Regions from separate parts of the Zea mays genome. Here region 1 is linked to region 2. The links are chromatin contacts, called in public Hi-C maps. All regions are on one chromosome and are shown on one strand. The core of a region is the stretch at or near the end of the contact, and the rest is flanking DNA. Distances in the headings are between cores, read along the strand shown.

Region 1 (7,348 bases), core at 2,950-5,449, 270 kb before region 2:
ATATATTATTTTAGTCCTTTTTATTAGATAGAATTTTATTTTTGTATAATTTAGTATAGGATAAATTATAACATAAAATTTTGAATAAATAATAAAGTAAGTATTTTTTAAAAAAACATTCTATGACTTTTCGTTATTTTAATTGCATTATATATATATATTCTTTAGAGTTGGGTACTCGTGCATCGATTGCATATACATTTAATATTTTGTGCGTATTTATCTCGTACCCTTAATTAACCAATTGACTATACATATACCCCACGAACATCTCGTTATGTAAATTTAGCACCCTAAATTATAGATTTAATAAGTTGCTAAATCACTTTAAGAGTAGAAAATTATGTGTGCTCCAATAGTTCTCTATTTATTGGTTGCTAACTTTTAAAATTGTCCACGTCAACAAAAAAGTGAACATGCTTTAAAAAGTGAGCTAGCACATCAACACCTTCTATAATGTCTTGGAAGGTCGAAGTTATTGATGAAGGTCGCGACGATAGCATGAAGATAACACATGACACTGGAGATAGATTTGTGGTCAATGGGATGGTAGGACGACACAAAACGGTGGCCGAAATATGGTTTTCGTGATGGATCTAGAACCAACATTGATGTAGGGAGTCCCAACGAGGTTCGTAAATGTAGGACTGAAATTGTGTTTTGTAGGGAGTTTGTAAATTAAATGACCTGCTTTACATATATGTTGGAGAAGAGTTTTCCCCGAAAACTTCTTAAATTCATATTTAGGAAGTTGTTTACATAACTATTGGACATGCTCTAAGGCTATCTCCAACTATTCCCCCTCTTAAATCCCCCTATTCGTATTTAAATACTTCCCTCTCAATCATTCTTCTTCCTATTTTTTCTTCTCTCCAACCATTCCCTCACCTTTACTCTTTAAATGAGTTATTTGACTTATATATATATTAGTTTTTGAAGTTTTAAAAAATACTATCATATTTATAGTACCGTAATAATACACATTGTTATCTGCTAATTATACTAAAAAGTTAATTTTACACTAAATACAATTAATTAGTGGAGAGAGAGATTAGAGTCCCTCTACGGGAGTATTTGGTTGTCTCACCCCACGAGGGGGCCACCGTGTGGGCGCCGATGGAGGCGAGGGAAAGCCGCCGGGGCACTCCATGCCCGGCAGGGGAGGGGGCCGGGGTTCCGTTGGAGTCCGCTAATGATGTGACCGACATAGGTGTTTGCTATGAACGGAACCATCCGAGGTCGAGCCGGCCTGGTTCGTAGCCCCCCGCAGCGGCCGGCGCTGGTGGCGCGGGAGCATCACCGTCGGGCACCTTGGCGAAGCGGCCCTTGACGCGCGGCCGCATCTCCGCGTACGCCTTACGGGAAGCGTAGCGAATCTGCTTCTCGTAGCGCCTCCTCTTCCGCTTCTCCTTGTACCGCATCACCTTCGCCTCCCGGTCCACTGCCGGGTCGGCGCCGCTTGCGCTGCCGTTGGCCGCCGCGTCGGTGAACGTGCTCCCGCAGAAGGACATCTGAAAAAGGACGTACGTGTCGATCCAACATAATAAGGCACCGCCGATGCATGTGTAGGGATCGGATGTAAACTCCAACATGCATGTTGTTAGCCATGTAGGGGAAGAAATGACGAACTGGACTAGCTGACCCACATAACACTTCAGGAACCCACTACATTCCTAGATGCATGTAGCGCCATCTTAATTTGATCATAAATAATGGAATAAAATTACAAGGACCCAGATCCAATTCTCTCACATGGATTCCTGCTTTTGAGATGAGCTATGGGCCATGACAACATTCAGTAAGATAACATCGCTTCTGTTTAGATGATATAAGTTGTCTAAATGCTTATGTGGAGGAAAGAGAAGAGTAGAGACAGGAGAAGCGGATATTAGAACAAAAAAATTTGTGAGGTAGAATCATGCATTAATAGTGAAGAGTTAACTATTATATAGGTTGGCTAAATAGCAGGCTGCAATGATCTTTACCGTCAGAAGTCAGCTGTATTATTAAACTTGCTGTTATATTCGGAAACTGGTTACAGTGTGGCAGCACTCAGTAAGATAACACTACTCAATCCTTTTCAGAAAAAAAAAGAGATGACAGTACTACTCAACAGAAATGATGAGAAGTTGGGATCAATATTGTACGTAGAACAGAACCACATGAAATGAGAATTGAGTAGCTGCCTGTTGGCCAGGGTTATCTTCACGGCCCGTCGTGAGCACAATGATAGACAAATAGCGGTAGCAAGGGAGAAAAGAACGAAAATTGTATTTGCCAGTTTTTGTAATTATCAGCATGTTGTCAGAAAGATAGCGACACTGAAGGGTAAAGGAAAAAGAAAAAGAAAAACCTTGTATTTGGGCAAGGACCTTGTTCCACTTCATTTGTGCATCATTGTAAACCCAATCAAAATTCCGTCATGTTGTCATACTAGCTTAATTTTAGTGTTCTCACTAGCCACTGAACAAATGAAGTATAACTGCAATTAACTGATGATGTTCTCCGCGATTGTTCCCCTTCTATCTTCTTATACTATACTGTAAATGTAAATTATAATGTGTATGCATGGCTTTGCAATTTCTGTACCTTCTTCTTAGTATAGATAGATGTATAGATAGATGGTTTGATAGATATATAGGTAGAGCTGTCCGATCTAATAAGCGTTGATGGCTTGATGCAGATCTTATGATTACCAGGAATTTCGTTGATATAAACAAAGAGCTCGTTTGTTTGGGATTACATATAGTTTGTCAAGATTATATGATGTAACATATTTTGAACTAACACTTAGTTTAAAATATATTAGATTATATGTCTGGATAGATTATAATTTCAAATAAATAGGCCTAAAGTCAGGCTTTAATAATGTGACTTTTATCCTATTGAGTTGGAAAGGTAGAAGAGGAGAAGGAAGAAAGAAGAAAGACAGGACTGTGACTTATAGTCGTGACGGTGCACTGTTTTGGACTAGCTAGCTAGCTCCGTACGTAGTCCTACTCCTTACTAGTCGGAGTGACGCTGGACCACAAATTGGCGGCTTTTTGACGTTTCCAATAATCACTTGTGTTATCGGCCAAATTAAAATCTGGGTATAGTACAATGCAAATTAAGCTAGCGAAATTAGGACGTACGTAGCTCGATCTTTTAAATCTCCCTCTCAAGCATATGAAGCAATTAACCGCACGCAATTGTGCACAACCACGTAACACGAATCGCATGCATATCAGCTTTGAAATTATTATTGGACTTGTCGACGGGGGTCACGACTCACGACGATTGAGGACACAGAGATGGATAATCGAAGCACTCACGATTGTGGCGCTGGACGTCGTCGCTGGATTGCTGTCGCCGGCGCCGGCGCCGGCGCCGCCTAGCCCCAGCCCTGCCTCCAGCACCGCCGCGTCGTCGTCGCCGCCCCGGCCCAGCGGCACGTCGAACATGAGCCCGTGGCCCGGCAGCTGGCCGTACTGAGCGTGCGCGTACCCGTCGAACAGCGGCGCTCTCCGCTGCGCGGCCTCGGCCACAACCCCGTTCCCGGCCGCGCCCGCGGCCGGCGCCGGGCCGCGGTGCAGGTGGGGCGCCGGGTCGTTGAACAGCCACGCCACGCTGTCGTGGTCGTCGTCGTGGCCGAAGAACTGGAACTCCTGCAGCCCCGCCGCCGCGCCACCGCCGGCGACGCTGGGCTCCTCCTCCTCCGGCTGCTGGTGGTGCTGGTGCCACATCCCGGGAAACCCGCGGTTGAGGTCCGCGACGGCGGCCCCGCACCGCGCGCCGGCGCCGTGGCCGTGGCACGCGCACTCCGCTACGCCGCCACATACGCGGCACGCGGCGCTCGACGCCGACATCCTGTGCGTAGGACGTAGGACGTCGCCGCCGCCGCACGTTGAGTGAACTCACTCGCTCTCTCTTGAGCTTGAGCCCTTGACCCCTCGCTCTTCCTCCTCCTTCCACCACTCCTCTGGCTCTCCGCGTGTGGTTTGTGTGAGCTTGTTTGCTTCTGCCCCGGCCGCTTGGCTAGCTCGTACACGCGGTGCCTTGCGAGAGAATGATGATGTGCTCGGTCGGCTCGGTGTGTGGAGGAGAACGAAGAGAGGGAGAGAGAGAGAGAGATCAGCTAGGGCGGGCGGGGGAGAATAAGTACGCGCGCGCCGTGATGCTGATGCGGATGCGGCCAATGAGCGGGGAGCAAGAGATATGAGGATGGGAGGGATTCTTACGTGGAGGATCCGGAGCCAAATTTCTCGTCCCTCCAAAGGCAGGATCATTTGGCGATTCCCCAATGGCCATCCCCTGCCAAGCAATACGTCGTCTTGAGTGGTTCTGTGCAACCACGCCTTTTTTTTTTGTTGAGTGCTTTTTTTTCACATATAATCTGCTACACAAAATGCAAAAACAACAATGGAACATTTATCATCAACTGGTAAGTTCGTTATGCATGACATGCGCGCCTACTGAAAACCATACTGTACAACAACAAAAAAAGTATCGCACGCACCCCGGCCGTCACCAGATAGCTTTTTTGAGTTTGTGTTAATCCGATTTCAAACAGGAGCTGAAAATAAGGTGGGCCCGTATATATGTATGTCCTTCAACCATTTCGTTTGCTCATTATATTATATTTGCAGCTTACAAATTATTTCATCTGGTCGTTGGATGCCGTTGGTGCGCGGAGAATAATCATGTGAATCATGCTGCTACTCGGGTTGCTGTCTTGCATGTTCCCAAAAGGTGAAAATGGAAATACAGGTCCGCTTCATCCACTCGCGGAGGAAGGCTTGGACGCGGGAGATCCACGTTTGACTCCCAAGGAAAGGATATGAGGCTTTCGTGTGCGATGGGCGTTCTTCCTCTCGCTCCACAACGCACTGCCTCTGGGGCAGCTACAACATCAAAGAATTAGCATACTGTTCATATATAGGGACAACAGATCGGTGCAAGACACGCGTGTGTTAACCCTGAAACTCTTGTATCGATCGACCATATGCGTCAGATTTTATTAAAAAAACACACATAATACTCCGTGGCCAATTCTATGACCAATTATAGAATTATTATTATTATAACTTCTTTTTAAGTGACCTACTATAACATTAGGCTTATTTGCTTGAGCTGGTTGAAGCTGCTGCAGTTCAAAGCTATAGCCTATAATACTTAGCAGTTCAAAATTGCAGCCGAAGCGAACAAACGCATGATAGATTCACTTCATCCTACATAATAAGCACTCTCTATTAAAAACTCAATTCTTGATTCTTAAAAAGCCAAATAATTTAAAATTTTACCACCTCTATAATAAATTAAGGTACCGACATTTCTGTATTAATATGCTTTTTAAACAGTGACAGTCACTGACCACTTACATACCGACGGACACAGGAGCATGTAATGTTCGGTGAGCCATACCAATACGACTTGCCAATACATGTGTGGCTGTAAATAAGTCAAGAGCCTACCGCGAGCTATCTTTTTTTTCTAAAAGGAACGGTAAAAGTATAACACATATATATATATATATATATATATATATATATATATATATATATATATATATATATATATATATATATATATATATATATATATATATATATATACACACACTAGGTGGGTGCCCGTGCGTTGCAACGGAAACATATAATACTACAATAACTTATGTATAAATATGTGTTATACTGTTATGAGAAAATATTTCGTAATTCATTAGTGACCTAGCCATATATAAATTTTGCCGGTCAGCATAGTGGTCGTTTCTGTTCATGACATTGTGACACTCGAGACAAATATCGAGCAGCAAGCAAGAGGTGTATGTACTCCTGGAAACAGTCATGACAACATGGAACTATCCATCTGTGATACTTTTAGTAAGGTCATTTTCAAGAATGCTAAGAAAATATATGTCGGCCAAATTTCATGAACAGGAAACTTTGTACGAACATGTGTAGTAGCAGTAGATCAACCATCTTAAAAATATATCTAAAATAAAAGCTTCCTTTTTCGTACTCATTTCAACATATTAGTAGTCCATCCACGGTTGCATTTATGTTTTTTTAACTGGAAACAAAATTGCATGATTTATCGAGATAATAAGCTTTTTATGCCTCTACTTAAAAAAGAATGTTCCCTTCTTCCTAGGTTTTCTCTTTCTTTGTCTTCGAACGAAGTCCTTCTTGCTAATGCTGCCAAGTGCCTTCAAGATGTTGATTATGCTAACTGTCACCGGTCATGCAAAAATCATAGAATTGATTAGTTCCTTTTGCACATGTGCTAAGCTCACCAAATTTTTAAACAAGAGTGAAAGCAAACATCAATTTGGTAGTAGCCAGATTTTCACATAAGTACAATCAAGGCTTAAATGTAAACTCATAAATGTCCCTTATCCATATGTCTTTACAATTAGGCCAATAAGGTGACAACTGGTAGTATAATTCCAAAACCTCTCCAACCCACAAAAAGATTTAAGCTTGAGGGTATGCAATTTGCAGAGGTATTTTAAGTTTTTGTTCCAGGAATAAACTGACAACACACCCCTTTCCAAGCTAATGTGTTCCTTTTTTCAAGAGTGAGTGTTCTGATTATTACTGCAACACAAGTTTCCAAATATTCCAAAGGCTCAACTGAATCGTAAAGTGAGGGATCAAATTTGTATCCCCTGTAAGTTTCTTAGGATAAACAAATTGTATCATTTCACATAGTTGAAATCCATTTCATGCCTCCTCTTATGTTCAGTTTTCCTAGAATCAAATTACTCGCTGCTCACAACTGGCGGGCCCATGTTTATTCCCATAACTTTAACTGCTAATTCAGAAAAAATGATCGAATGAAGCTTGAACAGAAAGCAACAAGTCTTTTGCAATAAACAAAATAAAAAGCACCAAGACATTACTGGGATACAAAGTGACATTATTGGGACAAATTCAGTTCATCTGTCGTGTTACTGCACATTTAATAATCCACATCTTTACCATCACTGTCAAAATCTCTGCAGTCTCCATATTCTTTCAAAGCAAGTTGTTTGCTGACCTCAGCATGTTTGCAAAAACATCGCAAATAATAATGGAACCATGAATAATTTCTAGACAATGTGAACTAATATGTCATTGAAATAGACGCAATGCCCTATTCATTACATGATTTCAAGAGTTATAGAACAATTAGCTAGGTCACAAAAAGCATATAGATTAAAATATGCAAGAAAAAAGATGTTTTTAAGAAAATGAGAAAGCAAACAGTCTCCACCCCTTTGTTTTGCTTGTTAAAAGAAACACATAGGCTAAGCAGCGTACCTGTTCTTGCCCGAGGAGTATTGACTTCCAATTTTAAACTGGATTCCACACCATCGATGGATTCC
Region 2 (6,554 bases), core at 3,198-5,697:
AATACAATTAAGGGGTTGTTTGAATACACTATAGCTAACAGTTAGCTACTAAAATTAGCTAAAAATATCCAAACAGACTAACTAATAGTTCAACTATTTGATACTTTTAGCAAATTAGGTAATAGTTAGCTAGCTATTTGTCAGCTAGCTAATTCCACTGGCAATTTTTTAGCCAACTACATATTAGCTCTAGTGCATTTAACACTCCCTAACTGATCTGTTTGTTATTGTCAATAGGTACGGCTGGCCATTCCGAAGGTAGTGAACAAGAACTGTTAATAGAATATGACAATGTAGAAACAGCCGTGCCATTTGTTTTTTGTGCTCAGCTGTCAAAAGCAAATCAACCAAACAAATTGGTGATCCTGAAGTCACTGATCAAAGTGCTATATGAGTTGTCTGATACTCTGATGCACGTTTCCGTTTTGACAAAAAACTTTATTGTTTCTTGTTCGGATTCTTCTCCCCCTTCTTTTTATCTGACGATGGCAACACTCGTGCCTTATTTTCAAAACGATAATATCACCGGTCCCCAGAGAAAAAGGAGAGAATAAATTGCGGAAGGATCTTCGATGATTCTTGAAACTTTTGCAGCCACCAACGCGCACGAAGCGGAAGACTTTTGCTAAAGATACAAAAGCGGCATTGTGTCCTGTGTGTTTGGATAGTTGGATAGCCAAGATAAGCTGAAAGGGACTTGTCACTTGTCAGTGCTACCACCAACCACATGTAAACACTTGGTCAGAATGGAAATGAGGACACCAGGATTGAAAGATAAGGTCCCACTCAAGAGAATCCGAAAGAGTAGTCCACAAGCATGTTGCACGAGAGCAACCAAACAGTCTGTGCAACACAGTTACAACAAACAAAAAACAAAGTGATAAAGTGAAACCATGGCAGTTAAAAAAAAGAACAAAAGTGTTAACGCGGTATAGGACAGATTCAGCAACAGCGAACTCCGCAAGTATCGCAATCTTGCTTCGTCGCCAGCGCCGTGCTGCTTTGTCATAAAAAGAAAGAACGAAAAAGAGTTGCATGGCCAGCGATGAACCAGCATCTTCAGCAATGAAACATCAGGTAGAGAACTGAGTGCAGTTGAAAAGAACTGGCTTATACTTTTTTTTAGAAGTTTATAAAATTACAACCATAAAGATCAGCACTAACATTAATGACTTTGCTAACATAAGAGTGGCATACCATGCGTGCCATACAAACTACAGGTACATTCATACATAGCATAACTTACAGCACATGATACAAGCTACCGAGCACGGTCAATCTTAAATATATAAAAAAGACAATATTGAAGGCTCCCATATGAGTGGGGTCTGATGAAGGAGAGAAACCAGGGCAGGCTTTCCCCGCAAATACGGAGAAGCTACTTCGAACCAGTGACCTTATGACTCAGTGATCTTAAATTTAGAAGAAGAAAAAAGAGCAAAGCTTATTTTGCCCAGGATTCCATCTAAAATGCAGTTTCTGTGCTGGTAGGGGATGATCAGGCTTGAGCTCTTGTTTGAGGGTTTGCATGGAAAGCCGACTGCCTATTTTGACCCCCTAGCAGATTTAGCGACAGAGAAGTAGACACTGTCTCCTGACCATGCTCCCATATGCTTAGCTTTGACATGCCCACGAGTTCATCAACATTAATTGGATTCTGGGAATGAACTGCAACAGGCTTGACAATCTCGTGTGTTTCTTGGGGAAGATCGCCTCCATCTTCCTGATTTGGCCAGAAAGGAACTGAGAATTGCAAGAACGGCGAGAAATAAGCTGGAACAATCATCGGATAGGTAGGCTGTAAACTCTCGGGCATGAGAGCAGAAGCTCCAGAACTCTCTGCGACAGCAGAAGTATCTGACTCCATCGATTCCACCTCCTCCTCCACAGCAGGAGGCAGTGGCGGTTGATTTAACATTGAGGTCTCTGGTTCTTGACTTCCAGGAAGGGGCGGAAGGTCCATGGACTGTAAAACAAACAGAACACAGTTCACAAATTATATGCAAAGCACAAGCCACAAGGAAGCGCTCACAGCTCCATATTCTCTGTGAGAATCGCTCCTAGACAGCCAAACGGCTAAAAAATCCCACCCTGACCGATCTGCGTTTTATCCCCAACAAAATCACTTCTAAATCACTCTAAACGAATCAAGAAGTCGAACTCTACTAAACAGGACAATGTGATAGTTATAATCCTCCTATTAACTAAACGGTGAGTTAAATTACAATGTCAATTAATTTGGTGCCACTGTGATTGTTATAATCTACCTATTGACTAAACGGTGAGTTAAACGGCAATTTAGCCCATTAACTCATGTTTAACTTTATTCTGTTTAAGCTGTTCAGACAATTTTTTATGGTTTCAACGGTCCAACCATTTAATGGAACGTTACGGCCTAAATGGCACAGTTAGCCTTTTACCATTTACACTCTGTTTAAACAGCAAACAGTGACTGCCAGGAAAACATACAAGCTGCAGAACTAGATCCAAAAAGTTGCACTAGTATAAGTAATATGATAAATATTACTACAAAAAGAAGCAATAATGTAGTTACAACACATGCATAGGTATAAAACAAGGCCATAGCAAGCAATATTTGTGTAGAAATGAAGACTAAGACCAAGCAAGTTACCTCATCAGGAACCATGTCGAAAAGGCTAGACCTTCTCTTCCTTCTGCTCATATTTGATTGGCGTATAAAATACTTTTGAGCATGACTTGCTACTTGAGTAGGTGTTCTTGAGACCACAAAATTACGAGAAATTCCTCGCCAATCCCCTTTCCCGAGCTTTTGTAATCCCAGCAAAAACCTCCGGTGTTCTTCTTCAGTCCAAGGAACACCTGTCAGAGCAACCTTAATCAGCAACATGGCATAGAAAGCCCAAAATGCAGCCATGAAGGCAGGCAGCAATATGTGTAGCTACAAGAAGACAGTGAACTGAAATGAATCAACAGCAGCATATTAACAGAGCATGGTAAAAGTTAGCACCGCCACTTTGCTGTTGAACAAATCATATAGGAAGGGTGCCATTGACAAATAGAAGAATAGCCAAACAGCACGAAATCAGAGGAGAGCTAAAAAAGGGCATAATCTGAAGAAGGTGCCAGTTGACTCAAACTAAAACAGCTACCACCCACCACCAAGTGTAAACCAAGATCTAGCTATCATTGTTCGCATAAAAAATCTCACAAGAATCAGCAGCAATAATAACAATAGAGATAAAACTTGCAGAACATTGGTAGTCATTTATCAAGCATTTTATTTTTATTTCCCCATAACATGTGAAAAAACGTGTCTCCTTATCAAGTATGGACAGCCGTTACTTGGCACTGCGTAATAGTAATTACATCCCAGTGCAGTAGCACATTTACACCAGACCTTGGCCATTGGCGCATGTATGGCATACATAAGACTACGCGTCAGCAGTTAGCGCAGCAGTTTCAATTGCTCGGCAGATCCTTCCTGATAACGCAGCCCTATACCTCTGACTACGCATCTCTCTATACCTCCAGTCCTCCACAGCTATTCAGCGTCGCAAACCCGTGACAAATTTCATCAAAATCAACTGATGCCGCTGATTGGAACAATGCATAACCCATATTCTAAAAGTTTCTATAGATGAGCTTCTTAAAGCATCCGCATGGCCTAACTAAAACAGTACAGGGCCTCCATAGGTGGTCATTGTACCAGTTAGGGGTTGAACTCGAGTTTCGAGTACCATACGTATCGAGTCAACTAGTACAATATCCATAGAATAGTCGTACTCGCAGTGTGGTAGTTGTACCACCATTAATGTTCTCTCTCTGGAGTCGTACCCGTTTCCTAAAACTTACAGGCACCTAATCAACGAGCACTAGGTGCATCTAAAAAGATTAAGAGGGGTGGAAAAGCTTGGAGGAGCTGGAAGGATGGATTATCTAGGGTTCTGCATCGGGCGGTAGCGGGTGGATGATCGAGGGGTGGAGATCGGGCGGTAGCTGACCTTTCTTTCGATCGCGGCTGGCGGAGGACGACCCCTGGACGAAGTCGTCGGAGGCGTAGCCCCCGCCGCCGTCGGCGAGGTCGGGCCCGTCGGCGGGGGACGCGCCGCCGCTGGTGGATCCCGCGGAGAGGAGGGAGAGGTTCCCCATGCTCGCGCTCTTGCGGATGGCCGAGCCATCGGTGAGGTGCACCCCGAAGATCTTGACCCCGCGGTTGGGGCACGTCCGCGAGTTGTGCCCGTTGTGGCTGCAGTGCGAGCACCGCCGCGTCATCCCGGAGCCACCTCCGCCTCCCGCCACCAGCTAGGGTTCGAGCGGTTTGCGCGTGTTCTGAGAGAGGAGTGGTGGAGGTGGTGGTCCGGTGGAGGACTGGAGGTGGTGGTCCGGTGGAGGACTGGAGGTGGTGGGAGGAAGCCTTGTGAGGAGAAGAGATGAAGAAGGGAGGGGAGGGGAGAGGAGAGGAGGCGGGGTTAAACTCAACTGTTGAGTGGTGATTGGTTAAGGTGGTCGGCGAGCGTGGGCCGTCCACGTGGCGGATATTCTTGCGCGGAAATACGTGTGCGTGGGGGACTCGGGCAGCGGCTTGTGGGGCACGCCTCCCTTCCTGACTGGTTCCTCTCCTCTGTGCCTGGCCGTTTATCCAGTGGACACAGTTGCGGGCCGCGTGCGCGCTCGCCTCTGGTCTCCTGTGGTTTCGTTTTCAACTTCATTTTCCTGCCCGTTTCACCGTCTGACACACTGAGCAATGGCCAACCACTCGATCTTGTTCGTTTCCCATCTGTTTCAGGACATGGAGGTATATTTCTTTTCTTCTGGAACAAGTGTTCCTAACTTAGTTCCCACTTCCCAGTGCATCGCTCAGTGGGATGCCTCGTTTCACCTTAAAATTGGTTTCTGTCACTCAAACATTTTTCTTCTTAGTCTATTTTTGTGAGATTCGTTTTGGCAAAAAACGTCCAAATCAACATGAACACAAAATTTGTCGAGTCGTCATGATAGCAGAAATATGTCCTTCATCTCTTCTAACGTCCTAAGGTTAGGGTTGGCCTTTACCTGGTGGCGTCGTGGCTATAGGAGGTCGACGGTGCAGGTAGGTCTTCGACGGGGCAAAGAACTGTGACAAAATTGGTATCGAAGTGTTTGTTGTGTCACTTTTCTACTTGTTTGGTATAAATTTAGGATCTTTGGACGTAGAAACTAAACACAATTTCACTCAGTATAAATGGTATACACACAATACACATAAATACTTCTTTTTTTAGACCAGGCACATTAGCACATACTCATTTTTTGTCAAAATAGTTTAGTATTCCTGAGAATACCCAAGCATCATGCTGATCCGCCTATGTTTGTGGCCACACAAGTATGCTCCCTTCTCTAAGACCTAGTTTGGCAAGTCTATTTTTTTAAGGAATTTGCATTTTTATAATGGAAAATGAATTAATTTTTCTTAGAAAAATAGAAATCTCTTGAAAAATGGGGTTGCCAAACTAGCTCTAAAAGGACATAAATTTTATTCTTTTAGAGTTAAACAAATCGTAGTTTGATCAAAATTCTATAAAATTGCTAACATCTAATAACAGAAATTTACTTCTCGAAATAGAGGTTCAAAACAATGACACTAACAGACTGGGCCTAAAAGTAGCTAATGGTCTAAAACACATGTGTATTTTACAGTTTAGAACGCCAAAACACAATTTCAACCTCTAATTAGAGTTTTGACGCTTAAACGTAGTTTTAATAACATTGCGTACTATATGCCACATTTAACAACAGCAGGTTCAACAACATGTGGGAAAAATAGAGAGAAAAAACTTTTTTGTCAAAAACAAAAAAGATGATGGAGCTAGGCTCTATAAACTTCTCATATACTCGTTCGGATATCATTTCCTGACTTTGCACGACCACAGCAAGGCTCTCGTCTTTGAGGGGTGTTTGGTTGCTCCTGCTAAAGTTTAGCCCGGGTCACATCAAGCGTTTGACTTTTAAATAGGAGTATGAAATATAGACCCAACCAACTGGACTAGATTCGTCTCGTCTTTTAATCTTCGGCTGACAAATTAGTTTTATAATCCGACTACATTTAATACCCGGAACGGAGGTTCAAACATTCGATGGGACAGGGGCTAAATTTTAGCGGGGTGTAACCAAACACCCCCTGAAGCTGCGAGCTAGTAGGTATGTCAAACGTATGTGAAGTGTCATATGCCTTTAATAGGGGCAATGGTTTAATTTCCTATCTACGTTATCTGCTTTTCTAAATACTAGATGCGTTTTAGGACAGAGACGAGTCTTGATGTTCTATTTTGTCCCAAATAAAACTCGTTTAATTTTTTAATAAATTTATACAATAATTAATTAATATATGCTTTGTATATATGCTAGATTTATCATCATTCATATGAATATAGATATAAATATATATATAGATATAAAAATAAGAGTTAAAGCACATAATAATTTAAAATAAAAGGAGTATTAATTTGTTGGGGACCTTCGGCGTCCGAAGGTCCTCAAAAACAGGATTTAACAGTATTTCTGTAGTACAATGTGTGAACAGGTACCCTCGGACT

What was found. Hi-C and Micro-C count contacts between places; a contact is called where the count stands out from the background.
Region 1: a Hi-C map of leaf mesophyll shows a contact between it and region 2, with 4 times the contacts expected there. The contact joins the promoter of LOC103638936 here to the promoter of LOC542109 in region 2. A contact is called at or near these places in 3 of 25 Hi-C or Micro-C datasets (bundle sheath, leaf and leaf mesophyll).

What each region holds. Positions count from the first base shown.
Region 1 is chr9:120,957,086-120,964,433 of Zm-B73-REFERENCE-NAM-5.0, reverse strand. It overlaps LOC103638936 (transcription factor GHD7), which reads right to left and starts at 4,199. Exons shown (of 2, transcript XM_008661727.4): 1 at 3,315-4,199; 2 at 1-1,511. The coding sequence starts at 3,848. The coding sequence ends at 1,218.
Region 2 is chr9:120,691,024-120,697,577 of Zm-B73-REFERENCE-NAM-5.0, reverse strand. LOC542109 reads right to left here and starts at 4,447. Exons shown (of 3, transcript NM_001279580.2): 1 at 3,984-4,447; 2 at 2,633-2,841; 3 at 1,098-1,966. The coding sequence starts at 4,254. The coding sequence ends at 1,499.